Regions from separate parts of the Anas platyrhynchos genome. Here region 2 is linked to region 1. A link is a contact called in public Hi-C data. All regions are on one chromosome and are shown on one strand. The core of a region is the stretch at or near the end of the contact, and the rest is flanking DNA. Distances in the headings are between cores, read along the strand shown.

Region 1 (5,558 bases), core at 1,709-4,208:
ACAAAGTTACTCTCCATCTTTTTCTAAGCCCCCTTTCAGTACTGAAAGGCTGCAATGAGGTCTCCCTCATTCTCTCTTCTCCAGGCTGAACAGCCCCAGCTGTCTCAGACTCTCTTCATAGGAGAGGTTCTCCAGCCTCTGACCATCTTTGCAGCCCTCCTCTGGACTCACTCTAACAGACCCACATCCTTCGTGTGCTGGGGGCCCCAGACCTGGACGCAGTGCTCCAGGTGGGGCCTCACGAGGGCAGAGCAAAGGGGCACAATCCTCTCCCTTGCCCTGCTGGCCACCCCTCTGTTGATGCAGCCCAGGCTGCAATTGACCTTCTGGGCTGCAGGCACACACTGCTGGCTCATGTCCAGCTTTTCACCCACCAGAACCCCCAAGTCCTTCTCAGCAGGGCTGCTCTCAGTGAGTTCTCCCAGTCTGTGCTCCTGTCTGGGGTTGCCCCCACCCAGGACATCAGTTATAGAAAGAATTCCTAAGAACCAGCAAGCATCAGTGATAACATTATTCAAATAGTAACTTTAAATTATTGTTCAGAGGGAATATATTTCAAATAAGAACTCTGCAATTTTTTCTCCAGTTTTCCAATTCTACAGATTTCTGGATCACATATACACTTATGTTTTGACTGTGTATCCTACACTGCTGCATCCATAGACTCAGGGCTGGGGACAGCGGGGTTGATGCCACAGCAGTATCCGTCAGGCATTCTCCAAATGCCCCCAGCCTTATGTTGCTCCAATACTCCCAGTCTGCTGAAGAGGCTCCCTCAGTGCCCTCCTAGAATCACGCCACACACAGAAGACTGGCTCATGCTTTTCCTCTTAATTCTGTGCTTCCACAAATCCTACACAGCGTAAAAGTGGATGGAGCATTAACCACTGTGTAGGCTGCCCCTCTTGCAAGAAGTTCCCAGTAGCTATCAATTTATTCTCCTCTATTTAAACTGTCTTAATTGTTCTTATGTGGACCTGCATATAAAACCAGAAGCATTTCAGAAAGCTAAAATAGAGTCCCAGCACTAAGCCTTCTTTATAATTCAAATTTAGCTTCCTGTGAATATGAAATGTAATCACCTCTATGGGAAGCAGATTTCCGGATGCTTTCCAAGGTAAAGTGAAATTAATATATTTTTCTAATTAACCTGTGCTCATTTTCTTTGCAGTTTGAAAATTGAATGAAAAACATAACTATATCACCAGGCTTCTCTTTACTTTAAGAAAAAAATTAAAATTCTCCTTTCGTAATACTCCTGTATTTTAAGTAAAAAATAAATAAAAAAATCTGCAACATTTTGACAATAAAATACCCACTGGCATGTAAATCTAGCAATGGAAGATCTGAACTAGACTGCAGTTCTTTTATGCACTTACTGAAAAATAACAATACTGAAAAAGCTGGACCTTTGCTTGCAATCTGCAACCCACTTGCGAGATGTGTGCAATGCGGTATCTGACTGCATAGCTAAGAGTAAAGTTAAAAAGGGATGTTTTTACAGTCAATAATAATGGCAGGCTTTTGTTTGGACTTTTCTGTTTTGTCTTGATAATTGCAGCTTTATAAAGAACTTTATCAGAAAGGCAGACTGATGCCATGCTCCGTGATTAGCTATGAAATAATCTTTTTGGCAGGATTGACAGAGTGCTGATAAGAACCTGTTACATGCCCTGCTGGACAAAGTGGCACATGTCACCGAATTCTCATTAGGATGAAATCTTGACCCTGCCCAAGTCCGTGTGATTTGTCACTGGTTTAACTGCAGCCGCAATTACCTTCTTAGCGTTTATGAACATCCTCAGAGATCACAATTAGCTGCTTCTAGCCAAGTCAAACAAGGAAACAGCTTTACTGCAGATGTCCCTGCTACGAGTGTGGGAGGAGTGGTTTTGCCTCTGTTGGTTCCAACTGCGCTTAGAGGAGAGAATCAAAGCGCTTCGGGTGTTGTGCAGCGCTCGGGCAGAGTCACAGGGCAATGCTCTGCCACTGCCCCACCAGCACTGCCCCTCCTTGGAGGTGACCCTTTGGCCAGACTTGCAGGTGAGGCAGGAGGGAATAACGGTGTCCTGACACTGCGTCCCCAGCTCTTCAGCAGGAGACAAAAACCCCAAAAACCTGGCTCCATCAGCTCTGCTGCTGGCAGGTTCTGTCCTGCCCTGGTGATGCATTTCCCTCCCAAAATGCCGGAAACCACGCTCAGCATGGAGGCGGGATGAGCAGCCCCAGGAAGGCAGAATAAAGGCTTTGTAGGGCCGCATGCTTCCAGTGGACACTGGCCTGCTGGCATCCATTTATCATAGAATCATTAAGGCTGGAAAAGCCCTCCAAGACTATCTGGTCCAACCATCCCTGTACCACCAATGTCACCCACTGAACCACGTCCCTAAGCACCACGTCCAACCTTTCCCTGAACACCCCCAGGGACGTAGACTCCACCACCTCCCTGGGCAACCCGTCCCAGTGCCTGACTGCTCTTTGTGGGAAGAAATGTCTCCTCATTTCCAACCTGAACCTCCCCTGGTGCATCTTGAGGCCATTTTATCACTAGTTATCTGTAAGAAGAAGCTGACCCCAGCTCTGCACACCTTCCTTTCAGGTAGCTGTAGACAGCAATGAGGTCTCCCCTGAGCCTCCTCTTCTCCGGACCAAACACCCCCAGTTCCCTCAGCTGCTCCCCATAGGACTTGTGCTCCAGGCCCTTCACCAGCTTCGTAGCCCTGCTCTGGACATGGTCGATGTCCTTCTTGCAGTGAGGGGCCCAAAGCTGAGCACAGCACCCGAGGTGCGCCCTCACCAGAGCAGAGCACAGGGGGACGATCACCTCCCCGCTCCTGCTGGCTGCACTATCCCTGACACACCCCAGGATGCGTTTTCACAGGATCATCGGAAGAGGCAGGCGCCTCGGTGGCTACGTGACGTGACGCGACGATACACCACGACACGTCACGATACGCGGCGACATGTCGCGACATGTCCCGACCCTCCCAGCCCAGGAGGAGGCTGTGGATCCCCCCAGGAGGACTCCAACCCCCGGCATGCCGAGCGGGCCGGGGCGGGGCAGCGCATGCGGGGCGGGCGGCAGCTGCCGGCTCAGCCCTCGCTCGGCCGGGCTGCGCGCCGCGGAGCAGCGGGACCACCATGGAGGCCGCGCCCCGGCCCCGGCCACAGCCCCAGCCCCAGCCCGGCGGGGCCGCCGCCGCCGCTGCCCTCCCGGCCCCGCAGCCCCCGGAGCAGGAGCGCAAGCTGGAGCAGGAGAAGCTGTCCGGGGTGGTGAAGAGCGTCCACCGCAGGCTGCGCAAGAAGTACCGGGAAGGTAACCGCGGGGCAGCAGCAGGAGGAGGAGGAGGAGGAGGAGGAGGAGGAAGAGGAGGAGGAAGATGAAGGACAAGGGGGGGGGGGTCCCCGCTGGCAGCCCGGCGCCCCCCTCGTCCCCCGCTGCCCGAGGGGGTGTGGCGGGGAGCGGGGGGCGGCGGCGGCCCGGAGCGGCTCCCGCTGGCTTCCTGCTCCTCCCCGGCAATGAGGAGGAGGAGGAGGAGGGCGCCTTCGGCCTCGGTGGGCAGCGCCGGTAATGCTGCCAGGTGAAGGGGGCGCGCCCGGCCGCGGAGCTTGGTGTCCTGGGGGGTGGTAGCCCCAAAAGGGGGGCTTGCTGCGGGCTGGGGCGGTCTGTGGGGAGGATTTGGGGCTGTCGGCAGGTCCTGGGTGCTTGGGGAGCCCCTGGTGCCCCGGGGGGCCCCGCTCTTTGTTATCCCGGCTGCCTCCTTCAGCCCCGGGGAGGGGGTCGGGTTGGGGCACGGCGTTGTGGCGGGGGTGGTGCCGGCCCTTGGGGATCTGCCCGGGCGGCGGGGTTGTGGTGGTGGCTTTGGGGTGCCTCAAACATCGCAGGAACGTCTGGAGATGAGCGTCAAGAGTTGAGATTTATTTTTCTGGGATTTGCAGCCTCTTCAGGATGACTTCAGTGATCTCTCCGACCTTCCTTGTAGCGCAGGTTACAAGAAATTCATTCATTCATTCTGTCAGGGCGTCCACCACACTCCAGTGACTGGCAAACAGCTGGTTGCGTTCCTCCAGGAGGACACCTGTAAAACAGGGACGTTTCCTCTCCTGGCACTGGTCCTCGTGTCCCTTTGAGGTCTGTGTGTGGCACTCCTGTTAAAGCAACAAGGTCAGGCTGCTTGCTGGGTGCTAGGAGTCTCCACAGGACCCCGACCGTGGGACTTGGGCGCAGATATCTACCTGTGTAGGCACTGGTCAAGAGTTGCTGTTTATTTTGGCCTTAGTGTGAGCCAAAACCGAAGGGAGGCTCTCCCGTGTTCCCGTGCCATTTGGGTGAGGGAACACGGCGCGTTCAGACCTTGCAGCCCTGGCAGAGGGGTCCAGCTTCTAGCAGGTCGCATTTCTCTGTTACTTCACAGCGCCTGCAGGTTAAAAAAGGCAAACATTGTCACTGTGAACTCTAAGAAATGCAAGCAGCCTCTGTAATACCTGAATTGCTTCAGATGGAAGCCGAAATCACATGGAAGTCAGCGTAAGCACACAGCTCAGCAAAGAGCAACTTAGTATGCAAAGCTGAGTTGGGTTTTGTCTTCAGATGAATGTAACTGGTTAACAGAAAGGGGAAAAACAGTACTTTAATTTACTTCATAGGCCGTGTAAGTCACGTTAGAAACTTTACAGTAATCTTCTAGTCATGCTAATTTAGCAATGTTGTTTGTATCTTTAAAGAGAAGCTTTAAAAACAAGTAGTTAATCATGTCACTTCTGTACAGCAAGGAGATTTCCGCCCATTACGTGCTTATCCGATGGTTAGGTAGTCTTTACAAGTAACCTGTGATTAATAGTAGCTGTACTTCATACGTTAGGTTAGTTCAATTCCAGAGTTTTATTTTTGGAAGGAGGTTCTGAGTCTTTCTCCCCGTGTTTCTCTCTGCTTCTAAAAGCAGACTTGAGAATTTCCTTCTGAAATGCCTTTGTTTTATTTTCTAAAACTCTGCTGCGCTGACTGGCAAGTGCATTACTGTGACAAAATCAAAGTTGTCAGATTGCTAAAGAAGCAAAAAAGCAGTAAATCAGCTGTAATTTCTTGGTAAAATTTGAGTGGTAACTTGAGTGTATGAAAGAAACAAGGTTAAAAAGCAGTATCCATGGTTATGTCCACAAGGAAAGTCTCTTGACTCCCCAGTACAGTGCTCCCACGTCTGTATGAAGCAGTAACAGAGCTATCTGTGTTATTCCAGGGTCTCACATTGTCTTTTTAATTTATGCTGACTACTCTCACATTTACTGGAGTTCTGTGAAGCTGGTTTCTATTTCATCTAAATAAGCAAACAGCGCTAGAATTGCTGTTGCATGGACTTCAGTGCTTTGTATTAATTTTGTTGATGGAAAAAAACATGCTGAATGCCTTTCTGCAAGGTATATGATTATGTTGCATAGGGTCTAGGAAACCACTTGAAGCTGTAATATGGTCATAAGTTACTGTGTTCTGTTAGAAGTGTTGGAGAGGAGTAGATGCATCCTTGAGATGCAGAGATGTTTGTGGATAGAAGTTATATAGG
Region 2 (5,408 bases), core at 1,267-3,766, 81 kb after region 1:
AAAAAAAAAGAAAAAAAAAAAAAAGAGCAGCTAATACTTGAAAGGGATTGATGTGGTATAATAGGACTTCTAATTTATGAAACAAAAGCATGACAAACAGAACTATGCCAAAATTCAATTTAATCTGTTTCTTTCCACCTCTCCTCCCCCAATATGGGGTTGCAACACAAACAAAACTAGTACAAGTCTTACATTCAGGAGAAGAACTGTGCAAATGGTTTCTAAACTGTGCTTAAAAGACAGCAGAAGTGTTGTAGTGTGGATGTGAGGGACATGAAAGTATGGCTGGAGAAGCCCTTGCCCCAGGAGAGCAAAGGCACAGGAGAACTCTCTGCAGCAAGAGCAGGGAAAGCACAGAAAGAGGTCACAGGTCCTCAAGACTTACAAAGAGCAACTGTCTCTGCAGGATCCAAAACAGGTGCAGAGGCAGCCAGAACAGTTATCTGAACAATCTGCAGTGAGAAATATAAAATCAAATACTATAATGCTATAATAAAGGCTCTTTTTAGCAAGCTGAAATGAGCACTAAGCATGTGAAAGGTTGACAAGGAAAATATGAAGGCATTTAATTTGTAAGGCCTTAGTAACCCTGTTCCCTTTATGTTACTTGTATTACAAAGGAACAGAGGATCTCCTCCAGATTTTGCAGCATTTTGGTCATAATTATGCCAGGTAAAACAAGGTATGTGCATCCATGCCTGGATAAAAATAGTGAGATAGTTTTCTTGTTCAGTATCATTGTAGATCAATGTGCTGTCATAGGGACTTAAATGCAGAAATAATGCATTTTTTTTCTAGTTGAAATCTTTCATTCTGTATGAGAAAGTGAAATTAGTAAAGATTCTATAAAAAATAAATGCATATGCTAATAATGCCACTCAGAGAAATGATCTAAAATGAGTAAAATTTATGACGCTTTTAAGAGACCAGTTTTCCAAGACTACTCCTCCCCAGCTTCCCCAGACTTGATAAGAATAAAAAGCATTCAGTGCCTCACTAGAAAGACATGCCCCACAATGTATAAGCTGGGAACACAATACTATAAAGCACTAGCACCTCCCAGAGGATGCTAACTGCTTGCAGCTCAGTGGCATCCCAAATAGTCTTTTCTCTCAGCTAGTTGTCTCATTTTTGGGTCTCAAATGTTGATACACCTATGAATTAAGATGCTAAATATCTTGTAAATACTACACAGCAAGTCCTCAGCAGAAGCTCTCGGAAGTTACAGTCACACTGCCTTCAGTCATACCGATAAATAATCTTCAGGTGACAGAAATCTTCCTATTCCAGGAACAAGACCTAAGAGCTGCTGAAAGCTGGGGCATTCAACTCAGTTTGGAATCAGGACATGAAACAGGACAGCTTCATTTTCTGAGTGGAAAAATGCTTTGAAATAAATTTCAGATAGAAAAGAACTCCAGATGTATAGGCTTTGTAATGGCAACACAAACTTCTTGAAATATTAGTATGCCTCATTTAAGAGAAATATTCATTTAACAGAAATTATCAGTTTTGATTAGAAGTGCTTAATTAGAAGTAGTACCTACTACTTAATTAGTAGTAGGATCTGCAGGCTGAGGCTGCAGTACTGGCTTATAATATATAAGAGCAGTGCTCTCTCAAGAAATGGACAGAACAGAAGGGTGTTGAGATGCATCTTCATCACACAGCAACACGGGGATACCTTTGTTTGATCTACAAGCTATCATCCATTTTCATGAAACCTGCTTCACTCTCCATTGAGATTACAAGAGAAAGAGTCTGGTTTCAGTAGCAGCTAGATGTGGCCTCTGTTGTCTACAGAACAATCATTGCCATGGGGAAGATAAAAGAAGCACCAATTAAATTATTAGAGTTGCATATTTTATAAGCAAAATTATAATGGAAGATTTCCAGCCCTACAAAAATCAAGGGAAGGAACGGATTCCAAGTCTCTGAACAAAAATATTTCCCAAATAAAAATAGGGGGTATTGCTTGAAAAAAAAAAAAAAAATATATATATATATATATATACATGTATATATACAGAGAAGGAAAAAGTAGTTAACCTAGAATAAGAGAATATTTTAAAAATAGAATCATTTTAATTGGTTCTTTAATTAAATAGCTTGTACTGAATCACAATAAAGAAATATAATTTATGCATCAATGTCTTAAATGCAGATCAAATAAAAATAATGCAAAAGAGACTTTATGCATTCTTTCATTCTATTATATTTATGATAAAAGTTTGCAAGCCGTGTAGTACAATATTATTTTGAAAATTCATCACACAAAGGCTGTTGTGAAATACTTCAAAGTGATTTGAGACAAACAATCTTTTTTTGGTATGTTAGTGAAAAAAATACTGTACAGAGGGAAACTTGCAATGGTGATAAATTTTCACTGAAGTGGTTTTGGCTTCCTCAGGAATTAATAAATATTGGCACTGACACACTGATAGCCTTGACACCAAGAGCTGTGACATAGTTCAGATTAATCTTTAGCAAGGGTGACCTGTATGAGTGCAATGCTCACTATGCAATGCTACTTTTTCATTTTAAGTCTACTGTTAACTACTCTGAAAAGTGCAACTGTCTGAAGTTTTACATGGATGCAAAGTTTTTGTAAGCAACTATATCAGACAGACAGATTACTGCTGAACTCAACAAAGGCAAAGCACAAGGTTCCACTAAGGACAACGATCCTTCTTGAACTATGTGATAAATAACTTTAGCTTAAGTCAGGAAACCTGGTCTCTCGATACAGGGACACATGCTTCCAATTCCAACTCTGCAATGTACTGAGAGACTTCAGATGAACTTTTGATTTTCCATGTCGCTTCAGTTGTAGTTATTTCTACTAGGCCACAAAATTCAGACTTATTTTTGCAAACTTCTGAACACGTTGGAAGTAACCTTCTCAAATGTGGAAAGAAATAAGCTTGTTAAACTGCATTTCAAACTGAAATGTGACTAAGCATAAAATAATCTCAGTCCAGGAGTAAAACTGATACATACTACTAGAGGAAACCTGTTTTATTTTTTTGGTAATGGCAGGATTGAACAGTAAACTGTAATTAGTTATAATCCTACAATGAAGTTTAATTCCACAGTATTTAAAAAAAAATCTTCTCCAGATAATCCATGCCAAGAATCCATGAATGGGTTCTCTGAAAATGTTTCATCTTACTTCAGCTAACTACTGGCATTATACCTCACAGAAGTCAACTTATTCTGTTCTTAGTCTATGTAATCAAATGGATCTAACTGAAAATATAGTTGAGGAGTTTCATGGAGTATTACCTAACCCTGAGGCATTTTCTATAGTGAGTTAAAAAAGACTTTCTGTTAGTTGATGACACTTCCAAAAAGTGAAGTCAAACCTTCAAACAAGTACTTTGAAAAATAGCTTGCAAAGACACCAAGTATGTATGCTGAAAGGTTAAATTCACAACAGGTTTCTCAAACGTGAAGTTAGGTAGAGGAATCAAATTGTCTAATGCCAATTAATGAAGTCACATTTAGCTCAATGGAAAAAAAAAATAAAAATAAAAATAAAAAATCATACTATCACGGTAAGACATGCATTTAAACAGTTTTTACATATAAAAAATCTTGACCTCTAATCTGTTTGTAGCTGGCCACAAAAGCCACAGCGAGCTCCTAAAGGTTCTGTCCTTTCCAGGTTGCCTTAAAGATCCCTGATCACATCATTGGTTAGAAACTCAAGGTTTTTCTGGTTCAAATTGAGCTTAATTGAAGAAAAATGAGAAAGCTAATCCATGGTGTAAATACCGATTAAATAATATATTCGGTAAAATACAAAAATATGGAATTGGTGAGGAGGAATCTGTCTTCCAATTAATTAATAATGTCATTTTTCTATAAAACTTTATTAATTGTCACTATATTTTCGTCCTTTAATTATATATTAATCAAGTCCTGCATCAGCATCTCTCATTTTGCCTTGGATGAGTGTCAGAGAAATCTTGATTTCTTTATGGAAAATTTCAACTGATAAAGTAATTAAAATATGTTACTTAGACTTATAAACCTTGGCTCACTTATACCCTTAGGCTATCAGAGCTACAGTAACACTGTTACTAGAGAACCCACTTTCAACAAAGGAAGGAAGAAATTACATTTTAAAAAGGCAAAAAATAATGATTCAAAATATATTGTCATCTTTAGAGAATACAAAGTCATAGAGTCAGAAACATGAACGGAACTTGGTTAAGTTGAGACTATTCTGTAAGATTTTGAAAGACAAAGCCTGAGTATAGACAGAAAGAAATGCTCTAAATTCTCATGGGAGTAGCTGTGGGAGGGAGAAGACAGAGCTTTAGAACAGACACAACAGAATCTCATCTGCATTTCAGAGTTGCACGTTGCAACTGCACAGTTGTTGCACTGAACAACACAGTGGCTTCACTGTGATTTTTCAGTGGAAAGGGAGAAGAGCTTATGTTTGGAAAATAGGTATAAAGCCCTGAAACATATTCAGGAGAGCTGAAAAAAATACGGAGATTCAAGCATTTTGTGCTAACCAAAACTGAGGTCTTATGGAAGAACCATACTCCAAAAATGTGTTATTTGAGTAAACAGATACAGACTCATCTGCCTATGACTCTTCCATTGAATATTATACCTAGTCACTAATTCTGTGCTGAAATCTACAGTTTTTGCCTAAAAAATTGGATGGAGCAATAAAGTAAGGATATTCTACTTCGGAGTCGCTTTGATCTTTTGTACCAACATAGTCTCAGTTAATATCCATACTTATAGTACAGGGGCATCTGGAGAAGCCACATGTACTACAGGGAACCTAAACTGTCATGACTGATGTTTATGTCTAATCAGCCCCACAGATGTGACAGGATGTTTCTGCTGAGTTGTTTACTCTCTGCACACTGAGTCATACAAGGTGTCAATTATACTGAAGTTAATAAGAAAATATTTAATTTACTAACTGCAAGATCATACAATGAATCAGCCTGTGAAGAAGCAGGATTAATTTAAGAAAACAAGCAATAATTGCCTGTAATTTTTAGAAGGCCACTGAAACAATATAAAATCTAGTTCAGTCTTATTTTCCACATGCAAGTCAGATTATTTAAATTCATGAATAATGGATATCTCTCTTTCATGATGTCTTGTTGCTTTCTGTAATAAGAAAAGACAAGCATTTTGCAAATATAACATCTTAAAAACAGTCTCTTGTCAAATAGGCATTGTTATCTATTTCTCTGTTGTTAATGTAATTGACAAAATACTTGATACTACTGATTATGCTTTTTCTTGTAAACCATTTATTTTATGGGCTTAAACAGCTGTGTTTTTGCCTCTATGAATCTGTGATTTCATTATGAAGTTGTAACCATGCTGTGAAAGAGCAATAGGCAAAGTCTTAGGCATACTACCTACCA

Evidence for each region. A called contact is a pair of places that touch in the nucleus more often than the background predicts.
Region 2: a contact with region 1 is called in a Hi-C map of skeletal muscle, with 2.9 times the contacts expected there. The contact joins the enhancer-like site here to the promoter of SAMTOR in region 1.

What each region holds. Positions count from the first base shown.
Region 1 is chr1:28,426,130-28,431,687 of IASCAAS_PekinDuck_T2T, forward strand. SAMTOR (S-adenosylmethionine sensor upstream of mTORC1) reads left to right here and starts at 2,959. Exons shown (of 5, transcript XM_027457409.3): 1 at 2,959-3,316. The coding sequence starts at 2,974.
Region 2 is chr1:28,507,880-28,513,287 of IASCAAS_PekinDuck_T2T, forward strand. No RefSeq gene overlaps it. Among named protein-coding and RNA genes, the nearest start is that of TMEM168, 45 kb to the left of the region's middle. Within about 2 kb of position 2,517, at least 2 of the 8 cell types and tissues checked have an H3K27ac peak or open chromatin away from gene starts, as enhancers often do.